Linked DNA regions of Mus musculus: region 2 is linked to region 1. The links are chromatin contacts, called in public promoter capture Hi-C maps. All regions are on one chromosome and are shown on one strand. Each heading gives the region's core, a stretch centred on a gene start, on an enhancer-like site or on the middle of the called end of the contact. The rest is flanking DNA. Distances are from core to core; before and after follow the strand shown. Region 1 holds the start of Arhgef15 (Rho guanine nucleotide exchange factor (GEF) 15). Region 2 holds the start of Zmynd15 (zinc finger, MYND-type containing 15).

Region 1 (5,189 bases), core at 831-3,330:
AGGCTAGCCTCAAACTCACAGAGATCCACCTGCCTCTGCCTCTGCCTCTGCCTCTGCCTCTGCCTCTGCCTCTGCCTCTGCCTCCACCTCCCAAGTGCTGGGATTCAAGGTGTGTGCCACCATGCCTGGCACCTGATTTTATTTTATTTATTTATTTATTTATTTATTTATTTTGGTTTTCCGAGACAGGGTTTCTCTGTGTAGCCCTGGCTATCCTGGAACTCACTTTGTAGACCAGGCTGACCTCGAACTCAGAAATCTGCCTGCCTCTGCCTCCCGAGTGCTGGGATTAAAGGCATATGTCACCACGCCCGGCTTCTGATTTTATTTCTAACAATATAAAATTATTTGGGTGTATGCATATGTGCGTGCTTGCTCTCTATGGCTATGTGCATGTGAGCACTGAGGCTCATGGAAGCCAGGGGTGTTCGATTCCCCAGGAGCTGGAGAGACAGGCAGTGGTAAGCCACCCAATGTGGGTGCTGAGAACTGAACTTGAGTCCTCTGGAATAGCAGCAGTGCTTTCATCTGCTGAGCCATCTCTCAGTCCTTCCTTCCTTCCTCTTGATTATCTCCAGTTATGTGCCTCTGTGTGTGTGTGTATGTGTGCTATGCATGTTGGTGCCCTTGGAGGCTAGAAAAGGCTGTCTGTGGGAAGTCTGTTTGGATGTGTTCCTAAATGTTGAGCCTTCTCTGTAGCCCCCTTAGTTTCCTTTCTTTCACTCTGCAGCACTCAGATGGAACTCGGAGCCTCATAAACCACTTTAATGGGCTACTGCTAGCTCACACCTCCAGCCTGGATTTCCTTTCCTTTCCATTTTTTTCTTTTTTTCTTCTTTCTTTCTTTCTTTTTTTTTTTTTTTTTTTTTTTTTTTTTGAGACAAGACCTGACCAGGTAGCCCAGTGGATTGAAATTTTAGAGTAGCCAGAACAGACCTCTTTGAGAGGGTTCCTTCCAGCTGCCCAGAGAACATGAAGAAATGCTTCAGGGAGATTTCTGGGAAGATTTTCAGGCATTAGGAGAACTCCAAAAATCCTAAGGTAGGAATAGGCCTGAAGGGAGAAGCTGGGAAATAGGGCAGATTGTGTGGTCCCTTAGAAAGACTAGGTTTTTTGGCTTTCTGCAAGAAGGGGTTTAAACCATCTTTCAATACAAGCTTACCTGATTTTTCTTCCCAGTGTCTTGATGTGTGCCCACGGAGTAACATCTGACAGGAACTTGCCCCTGCAACCCCCACCAGTCTCCCTCCCTCCTTTCTCCCCCAGCATTGACTTCCAGGACATTCGCTGTGGGAGCTTCCCAGTGCAACACTGAGAGCTGGGGCCTCCCGAGGAACTGGGAACACAGAATAGTGAGCAGCAAGTCACTCTACAGATCCAGGGGATCCCCTTCCCCACCACCCTCAACACTCACAACCCTGGTCTGACACAATGGCTGGGTGGGGCCAAGGCACTGGCTTCCTCTGCGGAGATGGAAATCTGGGCCTTCAGTTCCCGCCTCAGAGACGCAGGAACAGTTATCTGGAGAGTTTGGGCGGCATTTGGTGCTCCGAAGGGACAGGGGAAAGATTTGCTGAAAACAAAAAAACGACCTCAAACCATAGAGGTAAATTCCTGGTGGGGTGGGGTGGGGCCTCTGCAGATGTGGGGGAGGGTGGAGAAGAGAGGATCCCTCAGTGCAAAGTGTGGTTGGCTCACACCAAGGTTGGAAGATGGGGACGTAGACAGTTGTGCAAGCCAGACATCCCTTAGCTAAGAGGGAGGCATGAAGATGGTCATGCCGTTCTGCCAGCCCAGCTTGCCCAGGGCTGCCCACCCTCATTTGAACACCCTCCCACACACACACCCGCACCGTCACACACACACACCCCTCCCGCCACGCAGCAGTACAGGTGAGGGTGCATCGGAAACTAGCCTCCTCTGCATACCTGCGTGCCAGTCTTCTCTAACCTCCAACATCTTGGATGCCGGATTCCTCACATCCTCTAGGCCCGGTGTGCGCATGTGGAGCCTGGTGTGGCTGGGGGTGGTGGTGTCCGGTTGGGAGGAGGATCGGATTCCTGTTTCCTGCCCCTACTCACTCAGCTCTCGGAGGTGACTGGGAGTGGAGGGAACTGGAGGGTAAGTGCTTGGGGTCCCCCGACTCTCTGGGCTCATTCTGGAGTGGGTAAGGAAGTAACATGCGGTACCCGGTATGGGGAAGGGTGGGTTCCCTGAAGGTGCAGAGACTGGGGAACAGGAGGCCAAGCTTGGGTAACCACACTGACTGGTTGGTTTATTGGCACCATGCAGGGGCCACTGAGTGAGCTGCAATCTAAGGGGTTCCTGATAGCCATCTTTTCTCAACTTAACCTGGGACTGGAAGGCTATGATTTCTGACTGCCATAGGGAATTTAGAGGCTCTCTTGTGTCCCAGCTCTTCTCCCCATCCTCCTGATCCTCAAGAGGTAGAGTAGCACAGGTCCCACCGTCCCTGGGCTGCTGGTTCTGTGCCTCAGCCTGAACTTGTAGCCACCTCCCTGGCATTAGACAGGACCCAGAGTCAAACTGGAGCCTCTTTCTATGACCAGACCCAGGTGTGGCAGGAATAAGAGGATGGGAAGCAGAAGAGACCAGGCTGGGGCCTCCTGGTCTCCTGGGGTCAGAGGCTCCAGGAATCTTCAGGGCAGGAAAAGGAGACTAAAAATAATCCGGAAAGGGAGAGTCCGGAGAGAGGAACTGGGAAATGGGAGGGGGGAGGAGAGGCAGCCAGAGTAGGGAAACAGTGATGCATCCCTCAGCTCCTGCACCACACACACACACACACACACACACACACACACACACTCACTCACTCACACACACACTCACACATACACACACTCACAATACACACTCACACACACATATACTCACACACACATACATACCACACACACACTCACACCACACACTCACACACACATACACACCACACACTCTCACACACACACTCACACATACACCACACGCACACACACAAACACACACACTCACATATACACACACTCACACATACACACCACACAACACTGTCACACACACACTCACACATACACCACACACTCACACACACCACACACCACACAAACACACACACATACACACCACACACACACACTCACACATACACACCACACACACACTCTCTCTCACACACACATACACACCACACACACTCTCTCTCTCTCACACACATACACACCACACACACCACACACACTCTCTCACACACACACCGCACACACCACACACACACACACACAGTGCTCGAACCACATATTTCTTGATGTGTCTGTGACCAGCCACGACTGACTCCACTCTTCCACAACACAGCTTCCCAGGGCACACTCAACTCTCACTCATCCAGCCCTGGTTAACAGCGCACACCCGCTTACATAAACTCCTACACACAGCAACTACACCAGCAAGGTGATTTCTCCTCATTGAATCTTGCTACCCCTGCCTCCCCATCCTCCCCAACGGCCTGTCCCTACCTCCCCCCCCCCCCCCCCCCCCGTCCTCTTGGCTTGACTGTGGCAGCAAAAATCCTAGAGAAGCTGGACATTGTGATACAGCTCCAGAGGACGGAGGCAGGAGGAACAGAAGTTTTGAGGCCAGTCCGGGATGCTGAATGAGAGATGCTGTCTTTAAAAAGGAAAAGCTGCCCAGGAAGGTCCAGGGGCAGAATGAGGAGGGGTGAGGGGTGAAGAGAGAAGACAGTAGAGATGAGAAGGGAGGGAAATGTATCAGCCTTCTCTCCTGACTTAAAAACAAAAACAAAACAAACAAAACAAAAAAACGTGGCTTCAGACAGCCTCAGTCTCTCCACCCAGGGGACAATAAGGGGCACTTTCTCTTTCCACCCTCCTCAGGGGATGACTTCCGCAGAACACCCCACTCCTTGGAAACACTCAGAAGACGATGTCTGCACAGTCTCTTCCTGCAGCAACGCCCCCTACCTTGAAGCCCCCTCGGATCATCCGCCCCCGACCCCCATCTCGGCATAGGGCTCCACACTCCCCGGGGCCTCTCCACAATGGCTCCTCTCCGAAAGCACTTCCTCAAATATCCAATGATGCATCGGCCTCAGTGTGCACCTCCATCTTCTGGGAGCCCCCCACGGCTTCCCTGAAGCCCCCTGCTCTTCTGCCTCCCTCAGTTTCTAGAACCAGCCTGGACTCTCAGACTTCCCCTGACTCACCTTCCAGCACACCGAGTCCCAGCCCAGTGTCCCGGCGCTCCATCTCCCCAGAACCAGCTCCCTGCTCTCCGGTGCCCCCACCCAAGCCCTCTGGGTCTTCCCGAACACCTCTGCCCTCGGGCCCTACGCCTCTCCAGGATGGCTCTGCTTCGGCCCCTGGCACGGTTCGTAGACTGGCCGGCAAGTTTGAATGGGGAGCTGAAGGCAAAGCCCAGTCCTCAGACTCCCTGGAACGGTGTTCCCAAGGGAGCACGGAAGTGAATGGGGAGAAAGAGACTCCCGAAGCCGCCCTTTCTGGGAATGGGTCCCAGGAGAACGGCACTCCCGGTAAGCATACGCACCCGGTGCAGCGGGGTGACCTCAACATAGCTTTGTTTTCAATGCTTAAAGACTTTAAAGGGCTAACATTTCTTCTAGTGTAGATTTTATGTATGAGAAATCTATTTTCTGTGTTTCTTAGAGTTTGCAGATAGTCGGGGCGCAGGAGATCTATAGATACCCGGGTTTGGTCCTTGATGTGGGACGAGGCAGGAATGAGCCAGGCCCCAAGAACTTCCTGCTTAGGCAATCCCTTCTTCACAGATGCTGCCCTGGCCTGCCCTCCATGCTGCCCCTGTGTCTGCCATGTAGCAAAGCCTGGCCTGGAGCTCCGGTGGGTGCCTGTGGGGAGTTCTGAGGACATCCTCAGGATCCCCTGCCGGGCATCCCCACTCCGAGCCTCCCGCTCCCGCATCAATCCTCCAGTCATCAGTCACCCTCCAGTTGTGCTCACGTCCTATCGCTCCACTGCCGAGCGCAAACTCCTACCTCCCCTCAAGCCCCCCAAGCCAACTAAAGTCAGACAGGATATCAGCACCTCTGAGGAGCTTCCACAGCCAGATCTGAAACTGCCTTCAGAAGATGGGATCCAAACTGCTACAAAGGCCTGGGAAGGTGGGGAGATGGGGCGGAGCCTGGAGTGGTAGGA
Region 2 (5,189 bases), core at 1,971-4,470, 1.5 Mb before region 1:
TTCTCCGACCCGCTCCATGAACGCTGAGAGCCTTGGGCACCAGAATCGGTGGCTCACGTCATCTGGGCATCGCCGCCAATCAGCCTGGAGACAAGCCTCTCCACAGTACAAGACTGCACTGCACTGGGGGCTGGGCGGGCGACACAGGGGTCATAGGTACCTAGTGTTAGTTTTCATGTCCTGTAGGCTGTACCTCTGCCCGTATGCCAGTCACCCTCCTTGTATTGCAGCCTTTAACTAACAGCCCATAACTCTTTTTTTTTTCTACCCTTTCTTACCCTCCCACCCCCATCTGCTGGGACACCCCCACCCCACTGGCCTGGCTTGCTTTTCTACTTGGTTTGGCCAACTGCTCAAGTCTTGACTCCAGCCTTGTGGGTGCTCACCAGGGTGTCAACTTCACCTCAAAGCTGTGCTTGTGACAAACATGGCAGGTTCGAGCCCGAAGGGAGGCAAAAGTAAAACCTGGCCGAGGACCCCACGTGCGCATTGGGGTTTTTGCCAACTTCACACCCAGCCTTGGGACCAGGCTCTCTAGCTCTCTGTAAGGGAATGAAGGTGGCATTGGGCTGAAAGGGCTCAGGGGTTCAGATCCCACACCCTCCTACCCTCCGATACTAGATATTTGTACCGATGGAGATGGGCGTCTCCTACGGTAAGCTGTCGGGGCTTGCGGGGGTCCCCAGAGCCCATAGGGCAGGCCATGCTATGACAGAGGAGAGCATAGGCCCGAGGAGCCAGATTCTCAGTGCCTGGGTTCTGGCCTACACTCCCCTGGGCTCCATCCATTAGCAGATCAATGCCCAAGATGGTGCCATGCTCGTCCGTCACCAGCAAAAGGCAGGAAAGGTGCAGGGGGGCAGCCTCTGCTGAAAGATGGAAGATTTGGGGGAGAGAGCAGGGGCCAGAGAGTCACAGTCAAATACAGCAAATTTAGGTGCCTAAAGAGGGCAGGTAAGTGACCTCAATGAGTAGAAGGGACAAGATAAAAGAGGCATTCCCTATGGAATGTGGGCAGCTGCTATGCAGGGCCAGAATGTAAGAAATATAGGAACCTTATCAAAACCTGACCTTTTCTTTAGACTTATTTTTATTTTACCTGTTTGGGTATTTTCTCCACCTGTACGCCTGTATGCCTCATGCATGTAGTGCCTGTAGAGGCCAGAAGAGGGTGTTGGATCCCCTTGGGAATGGAGTTACAGAAGGTGGTTAGCACCATGTGGGCGCCGGGAATTGAACCTGGATCCTCTGGAAGAGTTAGTGAGTGCTCTTAACCTGTGAGCCATCTCTCCAGCCCTAGCACCTGGATATTATCCTTAAGATGCAAGGCTTCTGGACTTTCATTCCTTACAAGTGCTTGGATGTTGATTCAAATTACAGAACAAAAACACACTGTGGTAGATGAAAACAACTTCTGGCATCAGATTTGCATGAAGGTTACCAGCTCATGCCTCCTCTTTGGGTCTTGAGTGACATGGTAGGACTCAGGGTGGGGCCGTCCTGGGCTCTTACCATTCTTCTGTCCTTTCCTCTTTTCAGGAGCCCTCTCATCCTCTGGTCGCTCCTCTCTGCTGCCTTCTTCTCGGCTTGCCTCCTGCTGGGTCACCTCTGACTCTGGAGCAGGCTTTGCTTCTTGGGGGAATCTCTTGCTTGGAGGGGCTGGCTCCCCACCCTCCTGTGGTTCCACCTTCTCCATGCCTGGCCTCTCTCCATGCTCCTCATCTTCCTCCTCCTCCTCCCCTTCTTCCCCATCCTCTAGGCTGACAAAACTGACATAAGGACTCAGGTCTCTCAGGTGAAGTGGAGGCTCATCTCCCAGGAGCCGGGAAGCCCCTAGGCCTGGCCCAGGACCTGGCTCGGCACCTTGCCCCAGGCTGATGCCCACACTGCGGTTTGGTAAGACATGGAGCACCCAAAGGGCAGGATCCTGAGGCAGCCTCCTTATCTGTGACTCCAGTTGACGCCATCGGCCCTCAAGGCTGGTCCCCATGGTCCCCCTCTCTGCCACAAACTTGCGGAACCAGCCAAAGAGAAGAGCAGCAAAATCGAGGAACTCGTCTCGGTATCCAGACACAAACTCCATGTCTTTAGATACTCAGGGCTTGGACCCAGACCGAGCAGAAAGGGATATGTGATAATCGTGAGGATCAGGGTAGTGGTGAGGCTTTGGGCTGGGTCGCAAAAGGGAGAAGGGTGTGGGTTTGAGGTAAGATTTACAGAGGAATATTTGGAGCCGAGACTAGGATTTGCAGGGATGAGAATGGAGGAAGGCTAGATTGGAAAGTGGATGTTTAGGGTTAAAGGGGGAGTACTCAGGAATGAAATTGTACCTGGGGCACAAAACTCAATGATTCAAATCCTAAAGTGAGATTTGAATTAAGGGAAGACACGAGGTAAGGCTAATCCTATGGAGATAGGCTTGCTTAGAAGAGGAAATTTGGGGGTCTGTTGGTCTGAGTAAGTACTGAGGCATCTCTTGGGTCTGGATCAGTTTGGTGCGAACCCCACCCCCTTTCCGGCCGCTCCTCTCCTCCGGTACCTACAGCCGCCACCACTTTTCGAAGGTAAATACCTCGTGCTGGAGGACCGTCGTGACGTCAGGCAGTATCAGGCCAGGGCGTGGGCATTCCTACAGGTCTGGTGACTTGTTTGACTGCTTCACCTTGGCCATGTGACTGGATCCTACTGAGACCCAGCGGTCCAGGGAAGTGAAAGCATCTTGGAGCCAGAGGAAGGATCTAGAGGGTCACCCACTTTACAAACCAGCAGACAGACAGATGACTTCTCAAGAGGGCTGAAATCCCCGAACCCAACCGAGTCATTCTTCGGGAACCACAGCTTGCTCACTCGGATTCCTCTGGTTCTACAGCCCAAATTTTCTTTCGGTTTTGTCGGATAGTCTTGGCTGACCCTACGGCTGGCCGGCCGGAGACTGGAGCTCCGCCTTCGGGGCAGGGGTGTGTGTGTCCCCCGACTGGGAGCTGGGCGCAAAGCGGGCTCCCCGGTACCGACCAGACGGTCGGTTCCGGACAGCGCGCGCCGGGGGACAGAAGGCGCCACCACCTCGCGCCCCCTCCCCTCCTGAGCTTGGCACGGATCAGCGCCTTCGCAAAACATCAGTCAGGGTGAAGAAGAGAAAGCTTTAGAGAATTGGCTGGATGTCGGCTAGGTGACCTCGTCCCAACAAGCTCCGCAGAAGCCGGAGATGAGGCGGGGCTTTGGACCCTTGTCTCTTGCGTTCTTCCTTTTCTTGTTGGCGCTGCTGACCCTGCCAGGTTAGTCGGGGGTGGGGGTGGGGGTGGGACGCGGGACTGGGGCCCCTGAAGGAAACTGCGGAGGGGCACTAAGTCCATCCGCGGGATTAAGAACGCAGCCCAGAGCTATCCAGGGCTGCAGCGGTGACTAGGGAAAGTCTGTCTGAGATTAGACTGGGACAAGGGCAGATTCCTCAGTCTGAGAACCCAGGCTGATTCCTTTTCCATTAGGCGATGGCAACCAGGGCAGTGTCGCTGGAAGTTGTTCTTGTGATCGTACCATTTCTTCTGGCACCCAGATACCGCAGGGTACTTTGGATCACATCCGAAAATACCTGAAAGCATTTCATCGTTGTCCATTCTTTATCAGGTACTGTCTCTTTTCCCCCCAGGGCAGGTGTGGGACCATCGATCTGAACACCCAGTCCAAGTCCCGGAGCCTAATTCCTTTCTAGTTTTACTTATCTGGGGATTTCCAGCTGTAGTGGGGCTCACCTTCTTGTGACTTCACACCTTTGGAATGAGGAAAGGTAGGGAAGGGAAGGAGTGGACTACATTGATCCTTTTGCAGGTTCCAGTTGCAGTCCAAAAGCGTGTGTGGGGGAAGCCAAGACCAGTGGGTCCGTGAACTAGTGGACTGCTTTGAGCGCAAAGGTGAGAGCCTTTTCTGTCCTCCAGTGGGCCATCAGGGTGCAGGCTGCCACCTTACAATGCCCTTTGCCTCTGCCACATAGCACTTTCTTCGTTAGAACCTTTTAACTTTCACTGAAGTTCTGTCACTTCAGTCTGTGTTTTCCCAATATCATTTACTGTCATCTTCCTGGATTTGGCCAATTTGTTCTACCACAAATGCTATGACTTAATATTTTCTTTCTTTTTTTTTTTTTTAAAAGATTTGTTGATTTATTTATTATATGTAAGTACACTGTAGCTGTCCTCAGACACTCCAGAAGAGGGCACCAGATCTCATTACGGATGGTTGTGAGCCACCATGTGGTTGCCGGGAATTGAACTCAGGACCTTCGGAAGAGCAGTCAGTGCTCTTAACCGCTGAGCCATCTCTCCAGCCCCCGACTTAATATTTTCTTGAAGTCACTATTTTAATATAAACTATACTCAAGATTGGTCAAGCTAAGTGTGTACACTGCCCCTGAGTGAGCTCCCCGGGTTTTTTTTGACATTTTTAGACAGGGTCTGGTTAAGTTGACTGGGATGGTCTTGAACTTGCTATCTTCTTGTCTCAACCTCTCTAGTAGCTGGGATTATAGGACTCTGCAACAGGCTTGACTTTCACTGCTGTGTTGTCACTGAAATCACTTGAAGGTACTATTTTCATTTTCTAATACTTCATGATGAAAATAAACATGTTTAAGTTGAAAGAATTCAACCACACACCTTTAACCCTAACATTCTGGGAGGCAGAAGCAGGTGGATCTTGGTGAATCTGAGGCCAGCCTGGTCTACAACATGAGTTTCAGGATAGCCAGGTCTATGTACGAAGACCCTACCTCAAAAACAAAACAAAAAGTTGAAAAAAATTCTACAATGGGCAGCTTCTATGCACATCATCTAGATTTTGTAATACTTGATTTACAGTTTTTGTTTTGTTGTTGTTTTGGGGTTTTGTGGGGGGATCCTCCCCAGCCCTAGGCAGGGTTTCTTTGTTTAAGTCTTGGCTGTCCTGGAACTCACTTTGGAGACCAGGGTGGTCTCAAACTCACAAAGATCTGAATGCCGCTGGCTCCCGAGTGCTGGGGATTAACGGTGTACATTCCCTCCTGTTGGCTCTTGAGTTCAATATTTATTGATCTTTTTTCTTTCAAGGTAAACAAACAAATACTTAATGAAATGAATAAATCCTAAGGATACATAAGCCAGTTTTTAAACAACTTATCAGCATTCCTTCAGCTACACCTCTCATGTAGAGATTGTATT

Evidence for each region. Promoter capture Hi-C pulls out the DNA fragments that hold promoters and counts their contacts.
Region 2: a contact with region 1 is called in a promoter capture Hi-C map of liver, with 4 times the contacts expected there. The contact joins the promoter of Zmynd15 here to the promoter of Arhgef15 in region 1. A contact is called at or near these places in 2 of 39 promoter capture datasets (both in liver) and 1 of 484 Hi-C or Micro-C datasets (B cells).

Annotation. Positions count from the first base shown.
Region 1 is chr11:68,953,778-68,958,966 of GRCm38.p6, reverse strand. Arhgef15 (Rho guanine nucleotide exchange factor (GEF) 15) reads left to right here and starts at 2,080. Exons shown (of 16, transcript NM_177566.4): 1 at 2,080-2,121; 2 at 3,894-4,549; 3 at 4,805-5,155. The coding sequence starts at 3,943. Gm32273 (predicted gene, 32273) reads right to left here and starts at 1,980. Exons shown (of 3, transcript NR_168013.1): 1 at 1,929-1,980; 2 at 1,163-1,573.
Region 2 is chr11:70,457,464-70,462,652 of GRCm38.p6, reverse strand. It overlaps Zmynd15 (zinc finger, MYND-type containing 15), which reads right to left and starts at 3,220. Exons shown (of 14, transcript NM_001029929.3): 1 at 2,573-3,220; 2 at 1,513-2,101; 3 at 632-869; 4 at 387-542; 5 at 1-130. The coding sequence starts at 2,083. It overlaps Cxcl16 (chemokine (C-X-C motif) ligand 16), which reads left to right and starts at 2,669. Exons shown (of 5, transcript NM_023158.7): 1 at 2,669-3,275; 2 at 3,486-3,624; 3 at 3,826-3,908. The coding sequence starts at 3,206.